2 separate regions of the Mustela lutreola genome follow, and region 1 is linked to region 2. The links are chromatin contacts, called in public Hi-C maps. All regions are on one chromosome and are shown on one strand. The core of a region is the stretch at or near the end of the contact, and the rest is flanking DNA. Distances in the headings are between cores, read along the strand shown. Region 1 holds the start of GHRH (growth hormone releasing hormone). Region 2 holds the start of BLCAP (BLCAP apoptosis inducing factor).

Region 1 (2,700 bases), core at 181-2,680, 210 kb after region 2:
GGTGGGGCATTTCTAACAAGTTCCCAGGAGGTATGAATACTGTGGTTTGGGGACTGTACTTATACTTACAGAAGCACGGTCCTAAAAAACTCTGAAGACCTTTCCAGGGGTGCCTGTGAGTTTCAGTTGGTTAAGTGTCCACGTTTGTCTCCTGTCATGATCCCAGAATCCTGGGATCGAGTCCTGCGTCAGGCTCCCTGCTCAGTGGTCCTATCCTGGCTTGTGCTCTCTCTATATATATCTAAAAATTAAAATAAAATCTTAAAAAAAAAAAAAGACCTCTCCAACTTGGATTCCAGGCGCTGTGAGCTCCAGCCCCCATTTGTCCTGAGCACATCCATTGTCTCCATCCGCCCCTCTGTTAACTTAGCAGCTACAATATCCCAAAGGATGGCCCAGCACAGGTTGCAAGGTAGCTCAAAGCACCTAGTGGGCCAACAGCTTACAGGCAGTTTCCAAGGCAGAGGCCAACACCTCATACAAGCAATTGCATGGAAAGATTGGCTTGCATTCCAGCTGTCTTTGCCAGAACTCTCTCATGGGGCTAATTAACTGGGTGAGATAGCCGACAGGTGCCGCTGGGCCAGAGGAAAGGCGGCTGCCACTCAAGACAGGCTGAGCAAGGGCCAGGGCTGGTTGGAGAGGATTTGAAACTGACAGAAGCCAAATCTCCAGGCACTGTAATTTACCAGGTGGGATTCTGATTCCCCCCAGAAATGGAGACAAGAAAACAAATCCAAACACCCAACCCCATCCAACACCAAGAGCATGCTGAGTGAGAAAGCTCAGGGCTAGGGTAGAAGGCAGCATTGATGACAAGTCCTTCCCAATTCAGGATTTCTTATACATTCAACAAATATTTATAGAGCACCGACGACACGTCAGATGCTATGCTAGGTGATCCACACACAGGCAGTGAGCCAGAAGTAGCCCGCGACTTCATAGAGTCTACATTTAAGTGAAAAGAGACAGACATTACTCAAAGAATCATCTGATTTAATTGTGTGGTTCTGTAAGTGAATGATCGTGTTCTTAGGAAATAATCCTTAAATATTTAGGGGTAAAGGGCAAGACGTCTACAACTTTTTCTCAAGCACTTAAAAAAATAACAATCGTATATATATTAGCTATACATGTAGTTTGTATATATAACTTATATAATCTATCATACACACAGAGAAACAGAGAGAAATTAATAAAGCAAATATGACAAAATGTTAACAAGTGTTGGTTCTGGACCAAGAGTCTATGGGAGTTCCTGCAAATGTTCTAAAAGGATGAAATTATTTCTAGAAATTTTATTTCATTTTATTATTTTGTTAAAGATTTTATTTATTTATTTGACACAGAGAGAGGGAACACAAGTAGGGGCAGAGAGAGAGGGAGAAGCAGGCTTCCCGCGTAGGAGGGAGCCTGATATGGGGCTCTATGCCAGGACTCTGGGATCATGACCTGAGCCGAAGGCAAACACTTAACGACGGAGCCACCCAGACGCCCCTGGAAATTTTGAAAAGGATCAAAAAACTACTTGGAAATTGTAATAGTGGTGAGTGCTGTTTTGTTTTTTTAAGTACATAATGGTGGGGGCACCTGGGTGGGTCAGTCGATTGGGCACCTGCCTTCGGCTCTGGTCATGATCTCAGGGTGCTGGGATCCAGCCCCATATTGGGCTCCCTGCTCAGCGGCGAGTTGGCTTCTTCCTCTTCCCCTGTGATCTCTCTTGCTCTCATTCTCTCTCAAATAAAGGAGAGAGAGAAAAAAAAAACTCTCAAAAATCTTTTTAAAAAAATAATAAAGTACATAATGGTGTAAGGACCTAAAAATGGCATGGTTTGTCTTAGACTGGGAGGTTAAGGAGAGCTTCATGAAAGCGGCAGGTTTGAGCTACAGTCTGAGCCGAAGTTGACCAGGAGAGAGAGCTGCCTTCCCAGCAGAGGACAGGGCTCCAGCAGAAACCTTGTCATGGGAAAGAGAGAGCACATGGGAGGAACTGAGAAAATGGGAAGCAGCCTCTGGAGCAAGGGCTGCCACACCCCAGCAGGGCTCGTGCCTATGGGGAGCTGGGGCTGGTGGCAGGGGACAGGCTTTCAGAAAAGGGGCTGCTCTTCTGGCCCAGAGAGGGATCCGAATTATTTCTTCCCTGCCCATTTTGGTTTATGTTCCTGTGTATCTTCCTGTGGCTTCCCTCCAACCTCGGTTCTTATGTCTCTGCTCGAATGCGGCTCCCCAGGTCAGGCCCACAATGCCGGTAGCGTGTGGCACCATGATAGGACAGCTTCTCACCACCACTTGCCTTTAGGGTCATCTCAACCCCCAATCCCTGGTTGCCATTCATCAATCAGCCCCTTTACCTGCCATAGAGAGAACAACGGGCTGTCCCTTAAAAAAATTATTTCTACCATCTGCTCCTTGGACCTCAGGCAGTGGGCTCCATCTGCCGATGGCTCTGTGCAGTTCCCACCTGCCCTCTACCCTCCGCTGGTGTCCAGAGAGCGCCCACAGAGCTACCTCTTGGATTTCCTTCCAAGTCAAGTGCGACCCTGGGTGCCCGGGAAGCATGGATCTTTGTAATAAACGCTCCATGTCTCCATGGGTTTGTTCAACTGAGTCATCCAAGCGTGTTGTTGATACAGGGTAACATCACACCAGATCCCGAAGCCCAGGGCGTGAGGGACATTTCATTAGGTGTTCGTTGGGCCA
Region 2 (2,700 bases), core at 139-2,638:
CTGATCCCTCTTCAAGCTTCACCACTATAGTGAAGGGCTCTTGACTCCTTCATACTCAAGACAAAAACCTAGATGTTCTTGCCATTACCTTAGCACGCATCCACTCTTTCATCCTTTATTTCTCCACTTTTCCAAACCATCACCCTCAGTCATCATCACTTTGTAGCTAGAAAGTTCCAAAAACCTTCTAACTGGTCCCCCTACATCTGCTCCCAAGTGTCCTCCAAGCCATGCAACCAGGGTAGCCTTTTGGAAAACAAATTTGTTATCATTCCTCTAAAAAAAAATGGCTTATTACTCTCAAGATAAAATCCAAATTCATTTGGTAGTTCTACCTGCACTACTCCTTTCTCGGCACTTACCCCCACCCTGCTCCTTCCAACCTCATCTGGGACAAGTGGTTCTTTTGCCTATAGTATTTCCCCTTTCGCTCTAGCCCTGCACAACTCCTAACTGTCCTTAGTTTCTCAGTCTAAATGCCAGCTTCTCAGGGCGTATCCACCCTCACACCCCTTACCCCATGTTAGGACCCCATTCATTTTTCAGAATCCTCCTTACGTTCCCCCACGACACTTCCCACGCCGCATAATTGTACGTTGACTTGATTAATATTATTAACACAGTCATTGTTTGCTGACTGTCGTCTCCCCCCCCCCCCCCGCCTGCCCTCCGCCCGCCCCTACACTTGCCCACACTGCGCTGGCAGAGCCTTGAGGTTAGAGCAGTGTCTACGGCTCTCCACTCCACCTTCCACTCAACCCTCTTGCCTTTGGCACTGCACTTACAGATAGTAAGCGCTCAAGGAATGCGCTTAATTAGCTAATAAACGAATCCTGACTCATTCAACCCCCATAACAATTCTGTGAGGTAAGCATTTCATCGCACCGAGGGAAGCTGAGAGTCGCGGTTGTCAAGATGCCCCAACGTGTATGGGGAAAGGGGAGGAGTCAGGTCCTGACCCAAGTCAGGTCCTAATTTCTGAACCCGATTTTCCCGCTCCTGAACTTTGGCCCCTTGGTGAAAGGGCCAGGGAGAGGGCGGACTTTGAGCCAAGAGAAGGTTTGCCCCGGATGACCCGGGTAACCTACGCACGGACGCGGAACCCAGAGCTCACCTACCGAGACTAAGGTACGCCCCCTCGGGCTCTCACTGAGTAAGGATCACAATCTGCTGCATATGCATGAGGGGACCATGAGGCCCTGATTCGGGACTACCCGAGATGCGCCTGACTAAAAATTCTTCGGACTTGAAGACGTGAGAGCTCTGTCAGTTCCTCACACGTACATAGAAAGTTTTCAAAGGCTCATAAGAGGCGAACCTTTGGGGGATATCGGGCGAAGATGACCGCAACTTGGGGTTTATGATCAGGCGTCTTCTGGAGGCAGCCCAATGCCAAGAGGGGTCCTCGGACTGCTCCACTCGAAGACGAAGGGGGCGTCTCCCCGGCTTCCTGCGGCGTCGGTGGCGAGCTGAGGTGGAGGCAGGCTGCGGCAGCGAAGGCGACAGTGGCGGCGGCGCCATGGCAGGGCTCGCAGGTACCGTGGCGTCGGCCCCCTGGGGACGGGATGAGAGGCCCTCAGTGCGGCGGCGCCGCCATGTTGTCCCTTTGGGGTCACCTTAAGGCGTCTCCCCGTCCTTTTCTAGGGTTTTCCTTCCGCGCACCCAGGGGGCCACCCCTGTCCGGTGTCACGTGATTGCCCTGTGTGGCCCTAACCTGGGCCTCGGGAGTCCTTTCCCGGGCCGAGGCCGAGTGACCGGACCCCTGGGTCTCGGTCTGGCCTCCAAGGTCAGTGCTCGCCTGTCTATTCCCGGGACGGGACAGGCAGAGTCGGGGAGCGCGGGGCTGAGGGGCGCGACTACCGCCTCTTCGTCCCAGGGGCCCATGGCAGGGGGCCCAGCTTCTGAGAGTCCTGTTATTTTGTCTCCGACCCTTCAGTCTTATTTTTTTTTAAATCAGAAGGGGCGTGGGTGAGAGGGGCGTAAAGGGGTCTCCCGCCCCAAGGCACCCGCTTTGGTGTCTAAGGTGATGGGGTAATAGGTTGACGCTCGGCTTTGAGTCACGGGTGCTTCTTACCTATCTCATAACTTTACATCAAGTCTGGACACCATTTCCTTTCCTCCAGTATATATGGGGAGTGGCCCTCAAGGGCAGCTGAAGGAACGGAATGCCTGGCACACCAATGGCCTGAAAGAATGGGGGATGGGGAACAGTTCTTTTTGCTTACCCCTTCCAGACTTTCTGTAAATTCCTTCCAGGCCTCCGTGTCCCTTTTCAACGCTAAGTGTTGGGCAACGCTAAATGTTGGGACAGACTGGGATCTGTCCTAGGGAGCGAATGATCTTTCTGTTCATAGGTTCGGATCGTGTTTTATCCCTTTCAGGGAGCTGGTGTGTTGGGAACAGCTTCTGTTTGCCCTGCCTGACATGGTCCAGCCATCCCCTCAGAGCCTTCTGGACAGCAACACCAAAGCCAGGACAAAAAAAAAAAAAAGTTCCAGCTTAAGTGCTAATGCCAAGTGTTAGATCTTGTTTATTTGTTTATTTTAAATCAGAGACTCATTAATGTCAAGCACATCTTTAAAAGATTCAGAGCCCTGGTCAGTTTCCAGTGACCAGATCAATTCCGGATCTGTAATTGGTCTTGTTAGAATTGCTGCCAAAAACGTTTTAACCTTTTATCTGTAATATGTTGTTTCAAAG

The links. Hi-C and Micro-C count contacts between places; a contact is called where the count stands out from the background.
Region 1: a Hi-C map of an unstated tissue shows a contact between it and region 2, with 9 times the contacts expected there. The contact joins the promoter of GHRH here to the promoter of BLCAP in region 2. A contact is called at or near these places in 2 of 2 Hi-C or Micro-C datasets (blood and an unstated tissue).

The regions. Positions count from the first base shown.
Region 1 is chr9:21,619,108-21,621,807 of mMusLut2.pri, forward strand. GHRH (growth hormone releasing hormone) reads left to right here and starts at 1,431. Exons shown (of 5, transcript XM_059132926.1): 1 at 1,431-1,546.
Region 2 is chr9:21,405,557-21,408,256 of mMusLut2.pri, forward strand. BLCAP (BLCAP apoptosis inducing factor) reads left to right here and starts at 1,389. Exons shown (of 2, transcript XM_059133254.1): 1 at 1,389-1,535.